Regions from separate parts of the Mus musculus genome. Here region 2 is linked to region 1. A link is a contact called in public HiChIP or PLAC-seq data. All regions are on one chromosome and are shown on one strand. The core of a region is the stretch at or near the end of the contact, and the rest is flanking DNA. Distances in the headings are between cores, read along the strand shown. Region 1 has its middle 68 kb from the start of Icos. Region 2 has its middle 170 kb from the start of 9530026F06Rik.

Region 1 (4,068 bases), core at 387-2,886:
GAGGGAAGATGGAAAGGGGGTGGCACAAAGTGAACACATGCAGGAGCTATTGTGGTGGCTGAGGCAACAGGATGTAGCTCCATAAACAACTTCTGAGGTCCTTACAAACACGACTCCGACCCTCTGTCTAGGACATCAAGAAGAAAAGCATTTACCTGTCTGCAGTGGTTAAGAATGGCCCCAAGCAGCCATTGCATCTCTAGTTAAACATTCAAGAATGCCAGACCTGGACATGCGCTTTCTATGTGACGTTAGAGAAACTTCAAGCCAAAAAGTGTTATGAGCATGCTGTCTGAAGGTTACCAAAGCATCCTCAGCACAAGGCTGACTTAAATGGAATCTGATTAAGCAATCATCATGTTCCCTGCCCAAGGAAGAATGGGTCCACCTGTGTACAGAGTTAAGCTCATTGGAGAACGTTCTCTCTTAGTGTAGTATTTGCAGAGGAGTTGCCACCAGCAGCAGTTATGAGAACTTACACATGTTCTCAAGCCCTGGACATGAGGTTGGATGCTTGAGTGAAAAGAAGGTATTTGTGAGATACTAAATTTGGCTCTCCTTTAAAGCATGGGCTTATATGTTATGTATGTTTATAATGGGCTACACCTGGACCAGCCCAGAGACAATTCACATGGGGAATTTCTAGCTGTTCCAGTCTAGATCCTGCTAAGAGTAATTTACCCCAGTCCCTAACAACAACAACAACAACAACAACAAAATCAGTAAAAACACACGAGAGAGAGAGAGAGACAGAGAAAGAGAGAGACAGAGAAAGAGAGAGACAGAGAGAGACAAAGAGAGAGACAAAGAGAAGAGAAGAGAGAGAGACAGAGAGAGAGAAAGAGAGAGAGAGAGAGAGAGGGAGGGAGGGAGGGAGGGGGGGGAGGGAGGGAGGGAGGGAGAGGTTCTCAAGTGTAGTTAAAAGCACTTACTGCTCTTGCAGAGGACCCAGATTTGGTTTTCAGAACCTATGTGGTGGCTCACAACTGTCTATAACTTCAGTTCCAAGGAATTTGATACTGTTTCTGGCTTCTAGATACTGGACACACATGTTCATATTTATACATTCAGGGGAAACATTCATACACATAAAATAAAAATAAATAAATATAAAACAATAAAGATGTTCTTAAGTGAATCCAAACCTTCATCCCCATTCATCCTTGAACCCAACTTATAGTCCCAGGTCTAATCCAAAAGCAGATCTTCAGCAGGTTAGGTAGAAAACACAGTGACTAGGTACTGGTAACATTATAGAGCTTTACCAAGAAAACACAATTCCTTACTTAGTCACATTTGTAACTCATATGCTTCTTTAGCAGAATTCAGAGAGAACAAAATCTAGTCTGAGTCATGTTGTGGCTTGAGACTGAAGTAGAGATAGCAGACAGCCTTCATATCTTAACTTATAACTGCTCACAACACCAAAGCAAGCATACACTTTGTAAGCTAATTGTAAGTCAAATTAATATCACCACAAAGATAGTTCAACTCTCCCACTGACTGATGTAGAACAGAAACCTGTAAAAGACATATTCTATTTTCCTTTTGCATGCAAAACATATTCATATGAAATATGGTCACAGTAACTTGAATGATGATCTGTTTCAACTTCATTTTAGATTCTTCCGGTGTTCAGAGAAGTCATAAAATACGCAAGCCACCAAACCACATGACCTAAAAAGATTTAGAAACATGTCCAGAAACCACGAGGTTTTTTTTTGTTTTTTTTTTTTTTGTTTTTTGTTTTTTTTTTATCTACTGGTAGGAATATACTCAAATCACAACCATTGTTAAGAATTTAACTTCAGCTGCAGTAGTTAAGGGACAAGACTACAATGATTGAACACTCATCTGCAGAAACTGTCACTTGATTTCACACACCCACCCTCCTGTTTTTACACAGGACTTCACTATGCCACCCTGCTCATCTGGAACTCAATCTGTAGAGCAACCTCTGCTGAAACTCACAGAGATCCACCAGCCCCTACCTCCAAGTGCCTGAAATTAAAGATGTATGCCACCAATGGACTTATTGCCTCTTACTCCAAAACTTCACATCCTCTAAGGTTTCTAAATGTATTATGCTCCGAGTTACTTGCATAATCTAAAGTGTGAATGAAATCCCTTGAGTGGGATGGCCACAGGTATCTTCATCCATGAAGCTTCCTCAAAATAAACTCAGATCACAAATATATCCCTACACAGCAATCATAAAGATAAAATATTCCAATTATTTTCTCCCTCTCTGAGATGAGCTGGTTCGTTAAGTCCCAAAACATACAATAACACAAATGACAGAGAAATTTATCAATTGGAGACTGTGATGAAAGGGGACTGAGAGAAGTGATTTGTGGGTAAATTATGATCAGACCAGAATTGGAGCTACATTAAAAGATGTTTTGACTCATTAATAAGTGATTGAACTTGACAAGTGCTGAAAGGAATCTGAGAGATGGATAGTGCCCCGGGTTATGGTCAGTGAGGCAGGATGTTGAGCTGAGAAGAAATACTTGATTTCTTTGGCCAAGTATATGGTTCCCAGGGCCTCAATAAGTTCTTGGCAAAAGTGTAAAGAATGTGGCCAGAGCCTGTCTTGCCTGCTGCATGATGACCAAGGTAGATATCAAGGAATGGAGAAACAGGCAACCAAAATTCACTTGTGATTTCCTGCCTCAGCTGTGGATAAGGATTGGAAATAATCAGTGCTGTTTTTATGACCAGAAAACATCAGACAAATGAAAAAAAAATCAAACTTTCCCTGGACCCACCATTAGGTACAGTTGTAGAACAGACTGCCACCCTGAAACCTGAACAAACAGAATGTTCAGGAGATACGGTCAAGATCTACTCTCAGAATAGAAGCCGTGGGAACCTGTTTATAGGTGAGAACCCTTACATGGTTATTTGGGATCTGGGATGGCCTGCTGGGTTAAATACTTGCTGAGCAAGCATGAAGACCTGAGTTCAGAGCCCTAAAACCTATATTAAAAGCTGGAAGTGGTGACATATGCTTGTAACCCCAATAAGGAGCAGGAGGGGGCAGACACTGGCCAATCCCTAAGGTAATAAGTGGTAAGCTTCCTTAGTGTTCTTGGCATGATGAAAGTAGCATTAAAACCACACACACACACACACACACACACACAAAAAAAAAAAAAAAAAAAAAAAAACTTAGGGAATTTTCAGGCTTCATATGTAACTTGGCTGAATCTACTGATCAAGCTCCTATCTCAGTTTCAATGAACAGAAACATTGCTCAAAGTAGCTTCATAGACATAGGAATATGTCAGCTTCTGTTACTAGCAACCAGGGGTAGAGTTGTTGTTGTTTTTGTTGTTGTCATTGTTGTTGTTTAATTAAAATCTAAGTATAATTTTAAAATATAGATCTGTCCATTTCCTCATCTTTACCTTTTTTTCCCCATCTTTTCTTACATCTACTTCTCCTTCTAAGTCAATCCCATTCCCAACTTATGTAAACATTACTCTTAGTTTGGTGGGGCAATAGCCAGCATATTCTTACTCATAGACTATTCCAGTCCTAAAACCCCAGCAGAAGGGCAAGTTTATTTCTCTAAGAGTTCATGTGATACCCCAGAGAAGGACTGAAACTGGTCTGTCAATCACTGTTCCTGGAATGATTGCCTAGAGTGTGCTGTGGCCAGTAGTTGCACTAGCACCCCATGGAATGAGAAAAGGCCGTTCTGTCAAGAGAAGGATGGGACTGTTGCTAGGAGAAAACAAGAGATGAAGACATCTATGAATGACAAAAACAAGAGTTGTTCGCTATATTCTCATCTTGATTTCCCAGCATGCATGTTTATCCAATACATGTCTTTTCAAAAGTATCCTTTGCCTGAGAAGCCGTGAAGTTTCTCCCTAAAGAAGACGTTGCTGTCTATAAACACTATGACAAAATATAACTTGGGAAGTAAAAGGTTTGTTTGCTTTACATGCTCCAGTCACAGTTCATCACTGAGGGAAGCCAGGGCAGGTAGGAGCTCAGGGCAGGAACCTAAAGTCAAGAACTGAACCAGAGACAATGGAGGAATGACTACTGCTTACT
Region 2 (4,397 bases), core at 1,611-4,110, 160 kb before region 1:
GTTCTTCTTGCTTCTTTGCCTCCTCTTCCCATGGTTAGATACATGAGAGCTACGAGGTGGAGAGTCTTGAAAAACGGCCTCAAAAACAGCACTTTTACCCTCCCTGTAGAAAAATCACTAGGCATTAGACTACCTATGGATGAATAGTTCCTGGGGTTTTTTTGTTTTTTGTTTTCCTATCTGGATGCCTTGAAAGCTTTATGGGAAACAGAAGGTGTTATGAGGTCCCAGTTACCTTTCTGCTCCCTCATGATAGGAGTTCCTGAGACAAGAGGAACAATGTGCCTGGACATAAGGTTCTTCCAAATATAAGGGGCAGAATGAAAGAAAACATGGCACCTGCTTAGCTAGGCATACCCACTTGGCTTCCTCTTGGGCTGGAGCAGAAAGAGAAGAGAAAGCCTTACCAATCCCTGGCTAGCTAATTTTTCTATTTACTGGTCAAAACTTGCTGGTGTTGAGCTGAGCCTCCAGACTTCTGGTTTACCCCATTCATGTATGAGCAGAAGCGCCATTTCTCTCTGGGGTCTTTGCCGACTCCCTCAGCTTATCTTCACCTTACCTTTCTCCTGCCACACTGCCTCTGAATATTAGGTAAATGCCTTCTTACTATTCTAATCCTTTTTGCTGGCAAGCTTTGGGTCATCCATTACATCTGCCCAGGCTGCTTTAATCAAAGCAGCACACTCATGTTTAGTTCCATTTCCAGGAGATTTCTATCCTGTTACTTTCTCTCTTTTTTTTTTCATCTTCTTTCCTTTCATCCACAAACTTTTATTAGACCTTTGTGAAGCCAATTGAGATAGCAGGGAGTATACATTATAATTCATTTGAAAAAGAATCAGCTGCATTTTGATGAGCACGATCATTTTGCAAAGCATGTGGGAAACAAAGCTATTGTGCCCCCTCTGTGTGTACAGGGTTGGAAGGCGCAGGCTCATACTTGTCTCTTCTCACCTCGTGGTTAAGCAGTCCAGTCACATCAGCAGCCTGGCACCGATTGCTAGCCATATCTCACCCTCACTATGGCAGGAGGCAATCAATAGGTGGATTAATCACACTTTGGGGAGCTTGCACCCCAGGAAGGAGAGAAAATGAGGTTTGGAAGAGGAGGCTGCAGTCAATGTGTTCTGCCTGGAGTTCGCAGCCTGGTGCACACAATACAGAACCACAAATAAAATCCACTTCACCCAGGACAGTGACCTTGACCAGTTGCGCAATGACACCTTCTAGAGATTTACCATCAGCTTGGCCAGCTGAAGGCCAAGGCTTTAAGCACGTGCACACACACAGACACACACACACACACACACCAAAGATGTTAATAATGTACACTAAAAGTATAATGAGATTTAGTTGATCAAATAAGATTATTTGAAAAGAATTCTCTGTGTGTGTTCATGTTTATATATGGGTGTATACGTTCATATATATATATATATATATATATATATGTACACATATATATACATGTATATATATATGTGTGTGTGTGTTTGTGTATGTTCATGTTTGTATATGTGTATGTGTGTATGTATGTGTATATCTGTGTCCGTGTGCATACACATGTGTTTTCAATGAGTATCTAAAGTCACTGAAATTTGAAAAGACACAGGGAAGTTTTGTTGTTGCTGTTTGCCTGTTTCATTTATTTATAACCAAAGGGTTTATAATGACAATTTTAAATCAGAGTGGGTTGTCAGGATAGCAAAGTCTGGATTATTGGCAGAGAGGTCAGGGTGGCGCTGGAGACCTGGGTTTACAGCAAAAGGAACTATTATATAATAGCACTGCATTCATAATAGCACTTCAAGGAGCACTGCATTTTAAGGAAAAAAAAATCAAAATTGAGTCTTCTCTATCAAGGAGCCAAAAGAAAGCAGCTGAGCTCCCGTCTCAGTTCCCTCACCTCAGCAATGGACCAATCCTGTCTTGCAAAATGAATACAAGAACAGACAGAAACCATGCAGACCAAGGCGTTTCATCAGCAGACAAAGGCTCTACAAACTTAACCATTGTTATCCAGGCACACTTCTAGAAAAACAAACAAACAAACAAACAAACAAAAACAAAGAGACAAAAACCAAAACAAAACAAGGGAGTTAAATATTTTCAGATTTGGCTGCCTTCCCTGAACTGATCCCTTAACCTGCTTATACAACATAAAAAGACATCATAGAAAGTAATGTCGTCTTGCACTTCAAAAATATAAATAAACACTCCAATGACTAAATTTTCTGAGTGAAGCTATTGGCTCTACCTATATTTTCAAAATGCACTCTGGGACCCTTGGCCTCCTGACTGCCCTTCCTCTCACACTGAGGAAAACCAGCATCATTTACAAAACGCTTTGATTAGCGTTTGATTAAGGAGTTCTGACCTTTTTGGAATTAGTCTCATAATTACAGGGCTGTGGATGGTCCCCAGCCTCTCTGTAGCTCCCCTGGTTCAGACTGCTTTGCAGTGGTCTGAGTGACAGGCACTGAAGAGCAATGCCCCACTAATGCTATAATCACCAGGTACCACTTAAGCGCAGCTCAGAGCATCTTTGTTCCAGAGTGGAGTGCAAAGGGGAAGGCTCCTGTGTGAGGCTCTTGTTCCTTTTCCTGTGCGTTCCGTTTCTGCTTTCAGCAGCTTTCTTAATTCAATCACCGCCTCTATCCAACACAATAACCAGAAGAGGCTGGGAGAGGAGAGAAGGTAGTTTGGGGGCTTGGGGGGGGGGAGAACAGGGGGCTGGGAGGGAGAACTAAATCAAAGTCTTCATTCCCCTTTCCTGAAACAGCTCGTGCTGGGAGAGAGCACCAGCTGGGCGAGTTGGCTGAGGGGCCTGGGCTACAGAGTGGACAGCAGGTGTTCCCTGTAACATGACACGCTAGAGCCAGGCATGGCCCAAAAAGTAAAGAAGGAACCTTCCTCTGCATTGTAAGCACGCCTGCCTTTGGCCTCCAGAGTTTTCAAAAGCGTAAAGGAAATGAGTCAGAATGTGAGAATTCGCCCGTTTGGTGGTGATCGGCATGTTTCACCGCACCGCACTGTTTTATCTCACGAGTGAGACATGACGGAGAGCGAGCAGGACCACCAGAGCCTCGCGCCTCCACACTGAACTTCTGGGAACCCATGAGCTAATGGTGCTTTGGCTCCTGCTCTTAGGAGAGACCTGAGAATTGCTGCCCAAGTTAGCCTAAACCTGGTCCAACATTTTCTCGAGTGTGTGAGATGTAAATAGAACTCATGTGAGAAAGATGCTCTGGGTCTAAATAAGTATGGAAAATTTTGGATCCGATACATCTAAACAGGTTGCTTCACTGTGGGACTTCTTGGGGTTTTAAATTACTTGATTTACTTAATGATTTTCTAAAAGGAAGGCAAAAAAAAAAATGTGTAGGCCATTGCAAACGTTTCTGAATTATAAAATTCTGTGTATGAGATGCCACTTGGAAACAAATGACAGTCAACACCATGGAAGTCTTCTGTCCTTGGGGTTACAGATGTGCCTTGCCTGTGAGAGCTTGTTGCTTTCCTAGATGTGAGTGTGTTTAAAAACAAAACATCAACAACAACAACACGCTGCATATAGTTGTAGGCCTCCAAATATTCTGGTGCAAAAAACTCATTTAATTTGCTTTTTGGAGAAGAATTTCCTCATTGGAATTATGCTAACCTTTCTCCACATGTTAGACCTTCGGTCCTCAGATCTTCCTTCTCGGCTGCCTTTGTAAAGCTAAGGTCCAAGAGAAGGATAAGTCCTGGGAATACTGTAAATTCCCCTGGGAGAAGAGCACGGTACACCCATACTGGGTAGACTCTTGACTGAGCCTGGCAGAGGCTAGAGGATCTGAACAAGTCAGTTCATAGCTGTGCCACATTTCCCGTCTCTACAAAGTGGAGTTGAAATATCAAGGTTTGGTGTAAGAAACAACCTTCCTCAGAGCTCGAGGAAGCCTGGCTCCTGCGTAGGTCCCAGCTGCTGTGCTTTCTATCCCCAGACAGGCAGTGTGCTAGGTAGAACCCCCAGCTGACATTTATCACAGTGAATTCAATACTCAGACTCCAGGCTTCAAGCTACATCTCATGCAATCCCTCCCCCAGAAATCAGCAGATGGTAGGCATCCAAGTGGGAGGGGACTCAGAGAAAATTAAATAAACTGTCCCCTAGGGTCATTCAAGATGTTACTCTTTGTGGTTTTGTAATTTTTTTGTTTTTTGTTTTTTTAGGTTTCCAATGTGATTTTGTTATTGAGAACATGAAAAAAAAAGGAAAAAATGCAATAAAAATGCTTTATGAAGAAAGATGTTCACCCGCAGTATTACTTATATTGGTGATAAAGCAGAAACAAAACAATGTTTCAATAATCAAGAAACGCCTAAGTAAATTATGTTAGAGCTGTGTGATA

The links. HiChIP or PLAC-seq counts read pairs in DNA pulled down with a chosen protein or histone mark.
Region 2: a contact with region 1 is called in a BATF HiChIP or PLAC-seq map of CD8 T cells, with 7 read pairs. The contact joins two enhancer-like sites. A contact is called at or near these places in 2 of 484 Hi-C or Micro-C datasets (both in embryonic stem cells) and 2 of 115 datasets of contacts at active chromatin or transcription factors (CD8 T cells and stem cell-derived neural progenitor cells).

The regions. Positions count from the first base shown.
Region 1 is chr1:61,043,814-61,047,881 of GRCm38.p6, reverse strand. No RefSeq gene overlaps it. Among named protein-coding and RNA genes, the nearest start is that of Icos, 68 kb to the right of the region's middle. Within about 2 kb of position 1,636, at least 18 of the 459 cell types and tissues checked have an H3K27ac peak or open chromatin away from gene starts, as enhancers often do. A contact at or near this core is called in CD8 T cells, where this site is marked.
Region 2 is chr1:61,201,929-61,206,325 of GRCm38.p6, reverse strand. No RefSeq gene overlaps it. Among named protein-coding and RNA genes, the nearest start is that of 9530026F06Rik, 170 kb to the left of the region's middle. RefSeq lists an enhancer at 1,744-4,124. Within about 2 kb of position 2,860, at least 49 of the 459 cell types and tissues checked have an H3K27ac peak or open chromatin away from gene starts, as enhancers often do. A contact at or near this core is called in CD8 T cells, where this site is marked.